Regions from separate parts of the Anser cygnoides genome. Here region 2 is linked to region 1. A link is a contact called in public Hi-C data. All regions are on one chromosome and are shown on one strand. Each heading gives the region's core, a stretch centred on a gene start, on an enhancer-like site or on the middle of the called end of the contact. The rest is flanking DNA. Distances are from core to core; before and after follow the strand shown.

Evidence for each region. Hi-C and Micro-C count contacts between places; a contact is called where the count stands out from the background.
Region 2: a contact with region 1 is called in a Hi-C map of liver, with 3 times the contacts expected there. The contact joins two enhancer-like sites. A contact is called at or near these places in 2 of 7 Hi-C or Micro-C datasets (both in liver).

Annotation. Positions count from the first base shown.
Region 1 is chr10:8,421,832-8,428,410 of Taihu_goose_T2T_genome, forward strand. All of the region lies in intron 3 of LOC106035426 (monocarboxylate transporter 2-like), which reads right to left. Among named protein-coding and RNA genes, the nearest start is that of KBTBD8, 36 kb to the right of the region's middle. Within about 2 kb of position 3,205, at least 2 of the 3 cell types and tissues checked have open chromatin away from gene starts, as enhancers often do. A contact at or near this core is called in liver, where this site is marked.
Region 2 is chr10:8,579,174-8,585,755 of Taihu_goose_T2T_genome, forward strand. The region is part of intron 1 of LRIG1 (leucine rich repeats and immunoglobulin like domains 1); the gene reads left to right. Among named protein-coding and RNA genes, the nearest start is that of LRIG1, 19 kb to the left of the region's middle. Within about 2 kb of position 1,863, at least 3 of the 3 cell types and tissues checked have open chromatin away from gene starts, as enhancers often do. A contact at or near this core is called in liver, where this site is marked.

The sequences.
Region 1 (6,579 bases), core at 1,955-4,454:
TCAATTACCTTCTCCTGCTGGAAGGGGGCTTTCATGATAGCCCTAAAACTATGGGATGCCATACCACGGAGCAGAGCACTCAAAGCCCGTAAGACTCCTGATAAAGCCTGTCTCCTGCTCAGACTGGGGGCAGCTCCTGGGGAGAGAAGTGCCAGCTGTGACAACCAAAGCAGAATGCTCCCACACATCCTACTCATGCAGCATCCACCTCGAGAAAAGAAATACAGATCCATGTCCCTCTCACTCCTTGAGCTGTCATGTTGGCTTCACCCATCGGTAATGATGGGTTTGGAGCATGACAGCAGATGATGAGCTGGAAGGTGCTGAAGTTGGGACACATGCTGCTCTGTTTCCTGGCTATGGGGCCATCCCAGGGGAGAGGCTGGAGATGAAAGCAAACACCCATATCTCAACCAATGTCTTTGCTAATGAGAGCAGGAGGCTGTGCCCCTGCGGCAGCCTCAGTGAACACACAGTGTCCTCAGCGACATCTCAGCTTTCCAGCCATCACTCACTAAGCCATGAGTCTGCAATTGCTCCCTGGTCTTGTCTTTCCTGGCCACAGCAACAGCCAACGGGATCTCTCAGCAGCGCTTTGCAGCAGGTCTGTGTGACCTTCCACAAGCAGCCTTCACCTGCTGTCGGATGTGCTATCAGCTTTACAGGGGGATAATCAGTCCCGTCTGTTTGCCTGTCTGGGTGAGGAGCTGTGGTCTCAGAGGAGCCAGCAGCCTGTGCTGGGCCGTGCTCACGGGGAACAGAGAATAACTTCAGAAGCAATCTAAACCTTTCTCTTTCACACCTGAAACCTTCTAACTTGAAGGCACCGTGAGCTTTCTTTGCTAAAGCAGCACAGCATTTGGGATCACAGCACACGTGTGTGACAGCATTTGGGCTCCCTGAGCAGCCTCACCCACACAGGACTGAGGGTTGGAGACCTCGAAGATACCGAGTGCAGCCAGTTAGAAGAGAAGGCCGGGAGCAGAGCATCTTCACTGACCTTTCCATACAGTGGAGCACCCACAGCAAAGGCCACGACAACCTGCAGGGAAAGCACCGGATGGGAAACCAAACCTCCCTGAGCTGCTGCTCACAGGGCAAAGCTTTTGTAACAGTCCTGAGCAGACCCCTAAAAGGCACCGAAGCAAATCACATCCCCCAAATTACTTCCACTTAAGTCATTTGGACCTACAGAAACGTAGAGGCGATTGTCCATGGGCTTTAAGAGCAGCCTTTCAGAAGCTGTCCCATCTCTCAGGGGAAAGTGGAGCACGCGACATGTCACATAGCTGTGCGCTCTGCGGCACGCAAACCCTGCCAATTTGGGCACGAATCGCAGACACGTACCCCTTCACCCTGCCCTGATGTCTTCAGTGATCAGTGTCACCCCCGACAGATCCCAGGCACCTCTCCTGCCCTGCCTTGCCACATGCCACCCACAGCACTTGTCCCGCGGGGAGCCTATCAGCCATCAAACGCCAGATTAAACAGCAGCGTTCTGGGAAGCTTTAGAGAACATGAAATAGCTCGAGTCAAGGAGAGGAATTAAGAACAACAAAGCCAGCACCACAGTCGTGGGAAATTGGAAACATGATTACTGCTTTGCTTGCAGCTATTGCAAAAATTAAAAGTGTGACAGCCCCTGGAAACACAGAGGAATTGAAAAAGCAGGACCTGTCATTTACTGGTTATGCAGCATGCATGAGAAGAATAAAGATGCAGTGCATTACCACACCGAAAACAATTACAGCAACAGCGCGTGCAGCTTAGATCCCAAGGCACCTTGACTTGCTCGCACCTGCCTGGTCAAACACGCAGGAACCACAGGCTCCCTGGCCTTGAATTCAAACGAAACCACCCCGCCTGCCTGCGAGCTGACGGCAGCAGGAGCAGGAGGCAAGGTGATTTTTGTCTCTTAATTAACAGAGCCAGGCAAGGACGGGGCAGGAGATGTAGCTGGCCAAGTGCTCAGGAAGCTGCTGTTTACCTGGCCTGACCTTGCAGAGGTTTTGATGAATGCTTTCAGAGTTCCTCAAAAGTCACAGTGAGGAACAAAAGCCATCTCAGCTGCGGAGCGTGTCCCCAGTTTGTGTCCTCTTGGGGACCAGCGCAGTGTCACCGAGCCAGCATCATCCCCACAACCTCCCCACCGTGGCAGAGATCACATGGAACTTCTAACGGGGAAGCTAGAACTAAAATTCAGCCGTTCCCTTGCACCTTGCTGCATTACAAGGACAAGGCTGCTGATGTGGGGCTGCCAGCAGCTGGTGCTTCTCTATGGGAAGGGACGGCACTTCCCACCCATCCAGCCTTAGGAAACAAGGCAGCCCCTTCCACACCCCAGCAAGTGGCTTCCTGACAAACTTCCAGCCTCGGAGATCACTTATCATCCATTGCAAGGGGGATGGCACCAGACAGAGACAGGCACAGGAGGGAGCTGAGCCTGCTCCTGCTGCTGGCTTCGCTCAGAGCTGTGCCTGCAGCTCTGCTCCTTGCACTGCTGGGGGACACGCACGCTCTTCAGGGGAGATACCACCATCCACTGGGGAAGAAGAAGGAAAGCCAGGTCAGAAACACCTTATTTTGCACCCCGGACACTTGTGGAGCAGAAAGCGGGTGTGCTGCCTGTCATAAACCTCTGCAGCCTGCAGAGCAACAGTTCGCACCAAATATTCCCTAAAGATGCTGCTGTGCTCACGGCACTCCTGGAAGACTGATGTAATTGAAAGCACTATCCTCAGCCCACATAAATCATACTGGTTTAGTGCCTGTCCTGTATAAAGCCTCTCTTTTCTCACACCTGTGGCAGCTTTCCATTAGTTGTTAGCTGATACACGGAAGGCCATGTCAAAGCAGCTGATCCTGGTGGCAAGCAGAACACAGCAACTTGCCGGTGGGAAAGCAAGCAAGCCCTGGCTCATTTGTTAGCTTGTCCAATTACTTTTCACCTTGAGTTTTGTGTCTGCAGAAGTGAAAAGGACCCTGAAGAGGAGATTGTAAGGCCATAAAGAAAATGCAAAACACCCGGGGCTCTCCCGTCCGCTCCCCCCTGCAGCCAGACCATCTTGTCATTTATTCTTTTTGAGCCACTGAACTATGATCCGGGCAGGATGGTAACACAGACGCAGCATTTAACAAGAAATATCAATCCAGACTGGCTTAAACTCCTGCAAGTATGACGGTGCTCAAAAAATAGACACCTGAATTGCTTTTCTGTTTTTCTCAGTAAGGCTTATGAATTTTTTATGAGGTGCAAAACTTCCAGTGTTGGTGCAAAACACCAATTTGTTTTTAACAAGGGCTCTGTTTAAAGCATTTTTCTCTCCCATACCTCTGACCACATCTATATCCCTTATTTGTCTGGTTTGTGATTTTTTTTTTTTTTAACTTAACCTAATACTAACAGAAATGAATTTCCCCCTAGTCGGCAGAACCTGGCCTGGCTGAATTTCTGTTGAAATATTTCAGCGCAGGGCTCAGGCAGCCCCGCGCCCCAGAGGCCTCTGTGCAACGTGCGGCTTATTCCAGATTTCACAAGGCTGACCTTCTGACCGTGCGAAGTGGCACGGAGCCACCGCAAACACCGTGTTTCTGCTGCTAAGAGCGGTCGATGGCCGTGCAGATGATAAAACAGCAACTCTTTAAAGCAGCCCACGGTGCCGAGCCCCAGTGGTGGCAGGTTTGGGATCACCACTGTCCCCAGTGCTGGGCTGCAGGCACTGCTCAGCTTCTCCCAGATTCCTGTGGTGACAGGAGCTGTCGTTGTGCAGAGACGCCAGAAGAACTGCCCAGATAGTTCTTAGTCTCCAAACTGCTGTGAAAACACAGATAAAGCTCCTGAGCTCGACCAGACAGGACTGGAGCTGACTACGTGGAGTCGCTGGGGACGTGAGGAGGAGCTGGGAGGAAAAGGGGAAAATCATTTATCCTAATAAAACAAGGTCTGTTATTACGCTAGTAGTAAAACAACAAGAGGAGCAGGCCTGTGATTTCCTCAGTAATAATCTCATTCCCTCGGTGGAATAACAACACTGCCATTGGCCTCGTAATTCACCCAGCAGGGCACCACCCCTTGTGGCGGAGCAGCCTCCTCGTTACGCAGGCAATGAAATAAGTGCCCCCGCGTTATTAACGTGCTGCCAGCACACACCAGCATCCAGGCCTGGGGGTCAGCATTAGCAATCAGCACCCACTAATTATGCACAGCCCAAGAAAGCACAGGGCACTGTCGCAAAGCAGGGGGAAAGGGATAGGGAAGGGTAAAACTTGCAGCTTTTCAGGCCTTGTGCCTTGCTAGAGAAGTCCGAGGTCCAGGACACCTGGAGGGCTCGTGCTCTTACATGTTTATCACCAGGGCCTGCTCCAGACTTCTCGAGAAGACTTGCTGGCACCTGGTAATAACACAGCCCATAACTAGTCTTGGCTTTTGGGTTCAGATGCTTTGTTTTGGACTGGCAGTGGTGGAGGAGCACCCCCTCGCTTCCCCAGGCGGTGCAGCTGCAGACAGGACAACCGCACGCACTGGGGCTGGAGGACAAACGACAGGAAACAAGCGCCCCAGGTGACAGTCCTGGTGTCCCATAGCCCTCAGCCATTCCCCAAAGGGCAGCTTCCAAACACCTGTCTGCCCCTAAAATGCCCCGATGCCTTCTGTTACTATTGCTTTGCATTGCAAGTCAGCAGTTTTGAGTGAAGTTTAAGTCCAACATATGCCATAGCAGCTCCCATAGCTAACAAGTCACTAGAGGCTGCCTCTTGCCTCCTTGTGGGTGAGGAAAATGCTCCGTACATTAAAGGGGGTGATGGCATTGCTAGTAGAGCTGGGCCGAATGCTGCAGAGCAGGGCCGTTGTAGCATGACCACTGTGAGACGAAAGAGCCAGGCATGGGCGAGCCTGGCTGGATGTGTGCTCCTCGGTCATCAGGCTGGTCCGTCCCTGCTCCGCGGTGCTGGGTCTCCCAGGCATGGGCACCACAGCCAGCTGAAAAACCTGTGGGGATAATAACCTGGGGCACAAACCGAGGTGCAGCAGCCTCCCCTGCTAGACATGCCCTTGGAAAGTCAGGGAACCTGACCTCCCATCACACATACATGCATTTGCTACAGAAGCATCCTGATGTTAAGAAAAAACAATAGGAAAACAAAGCAGGCAAGACCCAAGTTTCAGAGAGACAAAGCGTCCTCGTCCTTATCCAGCAATCTTATCTGATCAGTGCCTCGGCATTTCAATTTCCAGACTGCACAACTGAAGCGTACGGAGGAGCCACAGGCCAAAAGCTCCAAAACCGGGGCAGGAGCCAAGGTCCCTCATGTCACTTCGTATTTAGGCAATTAAATAACTGCTCCTGCAAGGGGACAGCGTGGCAGGTGCCGAGCACACGGCTGCTTGCGCTCAGCGCCTTCCCCAGGCTGCTGGCTTGGATCTCAGCGGCCCACAGCTGCTCACCTGCAGCAGGTCCCGACTTCACGTTTTTCGAATTTTTTTCCTCATAACTTTTTTAGCTTTTGCTTTGGCAGGACCACAGTCTTTTATCCCTTCCATCTTGAAGCCCAGCTACAGATCTGTTCCCTCCAAAGCTGAAACACCTATTCCTTGAGATCAGCAGCCCTTGGTTAGCATCCTTTACACCCTGCTCTACAGGCAAACAGCCCCTACTGGGCATGTCCTCCAGGGGCTTTGTCCACCTCCTAGAAACCCTACACAATTTGACCAAGAGAGCATTTATACTGGAGAGCCACCCAGGGGCAGAATAACTGCAGTGCTACAGGACAGGTTGGCATGAACGTCCTCACACCCCTTCCTGCAGCAGCACACACACACATACTCTCCTCGCCGGGGCAAGAATCCTTCGCGTGTGTGTATTTTACTTTCTGGAGGGGACTGTAACTTGCTCCTGGGCTTAATACCTGCATGTGAAGCATTAACAACTCCCCATCCAAAATCCTTTGCTTTCTTCTTCCTCGTTCTTATTAATCTCTGTTTTTATTAAGTCTATCACATCTCTATTACTCCTGCCTGGTGACCTTGCTAGCTCCAATGAAGGGCAAAATGATAAAGCTTTGTGACCAAGTCCACGAATACAGAAATATTTCACCCGAACCTATAGCTATTATCGTTCTTAACTAGAACAGGGCTATTTAAAAAAATAAAAAATATAAGCACATACGTGGTGACCTTGCAGGGCTTGAGTGCTCTCTGAGAGCCAGGAGAAGTATATGAATCTGCAGTGCCATCTATTACAGAAATCAAATCATTCTTCACCCGGTTTCCTTAACAAAACCCATGCCGATAATGGTGCTGCTACACCAGGGAGTGCCTTGGTGTGGGAAGACGCCTTGTTTCAATGACATGGGGAGGCTCACTGACTTGGTGGGACTCCAAGAGGTGGCCACAGTAAGCAAAGGAGGCATCCAGCACCACGCTGCTGAGCTGTGCTTCTGCCAGAAGCACCTGGGCTTGGTCCCCAAGCCTGTCCACCGCAGGTAATGCTGCAGCAGGACGCCAGATAGCCATCGTGGAGTCCTTCTTCCAGCCTACACAGAAACCCAGGCTGACATGTGCGTGTCCAGGCAAATCCT
Region 2 (6,582 bases), core at 613-3,112, 160 kb after region 1:
AGCCAGCGAGGGCTGTGGAACAAGGCCTCTAACGTCCTGATCGTGTATTAATCAACAGCCAGGCAGGCGGGCCAGTGCCAAAAAGCAGCAAGTGAGAAAGCCAACAATATCAGCGCGAACTTTGCACTCTGGAAAGTGTGAAGTGATGTTGGTGAAAGGAGTTTATTGCACAAGTGGAACGCTGCGGCCCTCTTTGATGCCTCAATTTCTGCCCTAGCAAACCAATGACGAATGCAAACCAAGGATGAATAACCGGACATCAGTGCCCGTCTGTTCCCTGTAATGTGTCTCTGGAAACGCTGCCCACCCTCACGTGGCTTTTTAGGGTGTTTGCTCCCAACGTGTGGGGTGGTGGGAGCTTTTGGAGCACGTGCAGTTGCTTCCCACATCGCCTTCAGTGGGTTTTGTTACAGGCTGTAATGCTTTGTTGGGACCCTGCTCCTCACCCAGCTTTCTCCAGAAGCATCGGGCAAGTGAGATTCCAGCCTGAAATAATATCCCAAATGAGCCAGTGTGTGAATCAATTAATGAAACAGCTACTGATAGCGGTGTGCCCTCCCTGGTATTTAGCTGAAATTGGATTTCTTGACTCCTTGCCCCATAGTCAGCAAAGATCTTTAATCCCAAGTGTACTCCTGAGTCCCCCAGCCAAGATTTTCCAGGATCCCTGTGTTTTTGGAAGGGACAGCTGGTCCCTGTGGAGCTTTCCTGGGATGTGCAGGCTGTATTTAGGACATGTCCCGTGTGATGGGTGGCCTGCGCCGGCCATGGGGCTCGGGGCTGGTGCCTGTCAATGGGCTCGATTATGCCTCTGCTCCGCAGCTCCCCCCAGGAATGCGCAGCATTTGGCGCGGGGGTTTGTATCTGCTCTGCAGCGAGGGATTTCTTTTTTTTTTCAATCCAGAACATTTAAAGTATTTAAGATGATCTCGCAAATATATTTTTTTATAATTGGACCCGGGCCAGTTTTTGCTTGTGTCTGATGTATAAAGTGGGTTTGAAAAAATGTTGTTGTTTCTCCCTCTCCTCCCATTTAAACATTTCAGGAATGTCAAGTCTTGTCAGCCTTGGCTTTGCTGAAAAATCTCTTGAGGAGCTTGGGATGTGTTTTTTTAATGTGATCTCAAAACCCTGAGGGAAGGTGCAGAGGGAGGGAGAGAGCAGGTAGTTAACAAAAGCTTCCTTTATCCCAAGCTGTAACTAGGCATTGCCACTAAATAGCAGCAGCCACAAAAAATTCAAACAACCTGGCTCTTAGGTCTCCAGCAGCGTTTGGCGCCGTGGTTCATCTTGTGCTCGACTTCCCCTCGCAGTGTTCTCCAAGGCAGATAAAACCCAAATTTGTAATGTAAACCTGTAGCAAATAAGAGCAGATTAAGGCAAAGGCTTTTATTCACGAGACTTTGCTGCTGCAGCTGCGTGTAACAGCAAGTAACGTGCGTGGAAGGAGCGGGCGAAGTCTGCTTTCCTGAAGATTTCTGTCTTTAGGGCTGACCGCCTTTTTAATTGACTTCTGCAAAGTGTGCCTGTTATCTCTGCATCGTGTTTTTAGTATTGCCCTCCTTCCCCCCTGGCTGTCCTTGGTGTATTTTGGGAGGGCTCTGGGCTGCCTGTTTGCCGGAGGAATCGACCCAGGTGATCACGAGCTGCTGTGCAAATGGTGCCGAGCCCCATTGCTCTCCTCTTTTTGGGGAGGATTTTTGGGGATGGGGAGCCCCAGCTGCTGCTCACGCCTTGGCCCCGGGCAGGGCTGGACTTTGGATCCCAGCCTTGGAAAGGGAGTGGGGGGGAAACCACCCGAAGAAGGAAAAGGAGGAAATGTTTGTTTAATTCCTTACGTAGCGTAAGGTTCAGAGCGAGCAGATTGTGAAATAGCACGGAGCGGGGAATTGCTTTGCCCGTGGTTTGCAGATAACATGTGCAGAGCAGGCAGCGGCGGCCAGGGGGAGGGAAGCGGGGCTTATTTGTTTGTCTAGTTTGTTTTTAATTGCAATAGCCTCTATAATCCTCCTCCCACCCAATTGTAAGCGATTCCATCTTTATAACGTCCTCTCCGTATTATTTGGTGTGAAATACAGGCAGTGCTTGCACTCTAACAATAGGGATTATTTTTTTTAATGGGCAGGGGCTGGTTGGGAACCCTATGTGGTCTTCCTCTGCTGTTGTGGGGTTTGGGCATCACTCTGCCCCCTGAAATTCCCTGTTGCCACCCCTAGCTGCTTGGGGGAGATCTCTCTGGGCTGAGGGGGATGCACGTTGCCGTGCCCGGCGTGGCTTTGTACAGCAACGGGGGGGCAAAAGGGATGGGACCAGGGAGAGGGCAGCGCGTTACCTGTGTTACCTGTGCCCGGGAGGATAGGGGTCAGGAGATGCCGGGAGATGCTGCGTGCATGGCTTGGAAACACGCTGGGTCTGATGGTACTTGGGCGTCCCAGCTGTTTCAGGCTTTGCACTTCCTTTATTAAAGGGGAGTAAAAAAGGCGATAAAGGAGCCGTTCACAGACTTCTCATAAATATCACAGGGATTTCACAGCAAAGTGTGGAGACTGTTGAAGCTGGTCGGGCATACCAGAAGCTTTATGAAATAGTCGGATTTGATCAACACTTAATCACTCTCAGGCTGCCTGGCTCAGTCTTGCTTGCCCTCTCCCCCTTCTCTCTGCTGTTCCGCTGCTGCGTCTTTGGGCATCTCTAAATGCCCCCGGTAAAATTCAGCAGGTGTTTAGTGAGCTGTAGCCATCAAAATAAAGCAGTGTGGCAGCACCAGGCTGCTGATGGCCCTTGGGCACAGGACAGTAAATAAAAACCCTTTCTACCTTTCTGCAGAGATGCTTGGAGCATCCCTGTACCTTGCAGTGCCACTCAGGCAGCTGATGGAGCTGTCCCTGCAGCGTGGATGCTGTTCCCTGCCCTGCTGTGGCACCCATGGGCTGCAACTACCTCCCCAAATCAGCCCGACGGGGCCCCATGGGTGCGTGGAGGCCAGAGGTGTGGGTTCACTGGGAACGGTACCTTAGCTTTAATTGCCGATAAGCGTTTTGGATGCGGCTCCCTAAAACCTTCTGCTAACGCATCCGTCCTCACGCAGACAGCTTCTCTTTTTCTGGCTATCCAGGCTCCCGGTGTTCGCTGGAGGCTTTTCTCCCTGGGTTCGGAGGGGCTCTGCCTCTGCAGGCTCACGCACACGCTTTGCTTTAGCCAAGTCCTTCCCAGCCTGGAATTGCACTGCTCTTGCGTTACCTTGTGGGCACGTGTCCAAGTCTGAGTGAGGGGGAAACACACTTCTCTTTTTCTTTGTGCTGAGAAACAGCCTGCTTTTCCACGAGCAGGGAGCTTCAGGTATAGGTAGGAGTTTCTAATGAATTTAATAAAGTTATTAGTAAATAGGAATGGAACATTTTTCAGCAGCAACTTTTTCCTTAAGTTTACTCATAAGGAGTTTATTGATCTTGCAAATATATGGATAACAGAAGCCCGGAGGTGTAGGACAGTTAATGTGTAACCATTAAATAGACTTATTTGGACACTTTTTATGTGCTCCCCTAGCAATTAAAGCTTATAAGCATGTGGAGAGTGGTTTTATGCGGAGCAAAATGAGAACCTTTATCCCAGAGAAGGTGTTCATGGAAAAGGTACAGTTTATGTAATCGTCTTCACGTGACTCCACGTAAGCGTGGGGCTGCAAAAAAACCACCGGCGAGCCCAGGGCTGAGGCCGGCTGCGCTCTCGCTGAGCGTTGGCTTCCCTCCCAGCGGGCAATTTGGTGTATTAAAATCAGCGCTGAGTGTTTTAGTGCGAGCCTCCTGAACCGAGGGTTACGTTGCTGCTCTAGATTATTTTTTTGGCTCGTGCCCCTGTGTGTTTTTTCATTTTTGGAGCAACTTTGGTGGCTGTGTCAAGCCTGCTGAAGAAAACAAAGTGTTTTCCCACTGGCTAACCTGGGCAGGCAGTGAGTGTGTCCCGTGGCTCCCGGGGAGCTCCATCCTGGTTAAACACTTAGGCTAGCAGTTGCACAGAAACCCAAGCTTTGTGGGAATGTGGAAATGCTTTGGTGTCTTTTCCTTGCCTTTTTCTTCCCCAGACAACATATTTCATGTGGAGTGATGACTGAGTCAGATGCTGGGGATTCAGCAGGCGAAGTGCACGTGTTATGCTGTAGCTCCTCTTTTCTGCTAAAAGAAATGAAAAGAAGGCTGAAAAGTTGGCTCATTCCAGGTCTGTGCAGCAATGCGTTCTCCAAACGGGAGAGTGAGGGCAGTGGGGGAGAAAGGATGGAGGGCAGCCTGGCTCAGCTGTTGTAATCGTGATTGCAGAGCTCCAGGCAAATATTGACACCAGATTTCTTGGCAGATGTGCTGCTCCTGAGATGCCCGGCGAGTGAAAGATCTCCGCAGCACTTACTGCAGTGTGGAGCAGGCCCTCCTGGGACCGTGGGGGTGGGATGGAGAAAGCAGGGGTGGGATGGAGAAATGTGGTGCTGGGGGGGGGGATCTCAACCAGAGGTGCTGCTGCTGAGGGCCCTAACAAATGGCTGGGCTGGCCCTGAGATGCTGGAGGGATGGGGTCCCTTGGTGTGTCTGCACTGCCCAGGGTGCATTCATCTGCCCTGCTCTTTGCAGACAGCCGTTACTCTTCACATCTTTACAAAAATAAAATAAATACCAATAAATGCTGACTGCCAGCCACAGAAGGGGAAAATCGTAAAATTCAGTCTTCCATCACCAGTTGGCTGCCTGGGCGTTGCGCTGGCGGGGGTGTTTTGCTGAGCACGTGTGAGATAACCTGCTTTCTCTGCTGCAGTCCTCCTGCAGAATACACCAGAGGATTGTTAACATCAGCCAGATACCTCCGTGCTACGGCTTTGTAGCGTAGTCTGGACAAAAGGTTAAATCGGGCAGTCATTGCTGCGGTGTTATTTCCTATACGACACTCTGGAGAAAGTTCAGTATCACTTAGTTAACTTTTGCAGAGCCATTTCCTGTAGGTTTTGTTAGAGAAAAGCTAGATTATATGTTTCCAGTTGCAGCAGAGTTATTTTCCCCTATAAAATGCACTACAGTTTATTTTTACGCGATTTTCATTGGTTTGCAAAAGGCTTGGGAGTGGGGGGAGCCCGTGTGTTTGGGAGATTCTGAAAGGTTTTTATTTCATACCTCGCTTGCTGTGACAAATTGAGGAAAATGCATTTGTTAATGTGGCGTTGCTGTAGCAGAGCCAGGCTTGGAATTCCGATTACATGTTGGAGCGGGCTCCCACGCTGGTCGGGGGCTGGAGAGCTCAGATCCTGGTTCGGGAAGGACTGCAGCAGATAGTCGGGCTGTGAGCTGCCCCCAGGAGAAGCATCTCCCCTTGGCTGCTTTGGTGGGGGCCGTTTGTTGCCCTCATCCTCCTGTGAATCCAGTCCTGGGCACTGGGAGGGGCTGACAACGATATAAACCTGTACTTTTTGTAATGCTGGTAAGTCTGTGGCTTCGCAGCTGTGGTAGTGAGTCGCGTAGGTGTTTCTCATGCGGTTTTCAGCCATGTGATGCGCTCTTGCCCTTGGGTCTTGTTGGACTTGTCACCTTCATTACCTCTCCTGAGAACCCCTGGTGAGGTGCCTTGGGTCCTCCATCATGTGACATCTCGGGATTTCATCTCCTCTGTGTGCAAAACTCAACTCTTTTCTATCCTGTGTGCTCAGAGCGAGGTTTTCCACAAACCCCATGGATTTTCAGACCCTTAGGAAGCGGTGTCATTCCTCCTCCTTACCCTTCAGAGGTTAATCTGCCTGCTCTCACAAGGGCAAGGTTTGAGTTCTCCAAGCCGTGAGCACACCTGTGGCCCTCCCCACATGATAACAAGCCTTGAGAGCACTGTCTGCCTTCATTTTTTTAAAAAAAAAACAATTGTTTTTTGGAGTGCAAGGTGCCAATGCGGAGCCAGCATGCCTCGTGAGAGGCGCAGCGTGAGCGGTGAATGGCGAGCGCCCTGGCACGGCGCCCGGCTCTCGAGGACCACTCGGAAGAGCAAAAAGGGCATTTCTGCGCTTGGCCTAATTGGAGTGTTAGCTTTTCTATCTGCACCGCAGCCAGGCGGCCACCCAGGCGGAGCTCTGTTCTTACTGGGCTTATTTCTTATTCTGAGAGGCCGTCGGGCAGCTTTGAGCTGGCACCGACTTTGGGTTACGCCTGAGTGGGGCAGCCTCGAAGCGGGAGGGAAGGAGCTGGCGTTCTTTTACCACCATCCTGCAGAAGTTGTCGGATGAAGCCTTCCTCCAGATATTCCTCCAGATGAAGGGGTTCCCTGTGGCGGAGGCCAACTGGAGCCTCCGCTGGCATGTAAGCACCTTCTGGTGGGCAGAAATACAGCAAGACATCTGGTCTTAAATGCCAAGTAGAGCAGCGTGATTCCAGGAATAATAGTTAAAAGAAGATGAAATAAGCTTATCCAAATACCTTCGGAATCCAGCGGTTTCCCAAGAGATTGGGTCCTTAACTGCTTCCTGTAGCAGAAGGCTAAGGAAATGTTCCCCTTCTCATCCCGCTAGCCTTCTACAACGTGGAGAAGATAAAAATCTATGGAAGAGCAAGTTTGGTCCTT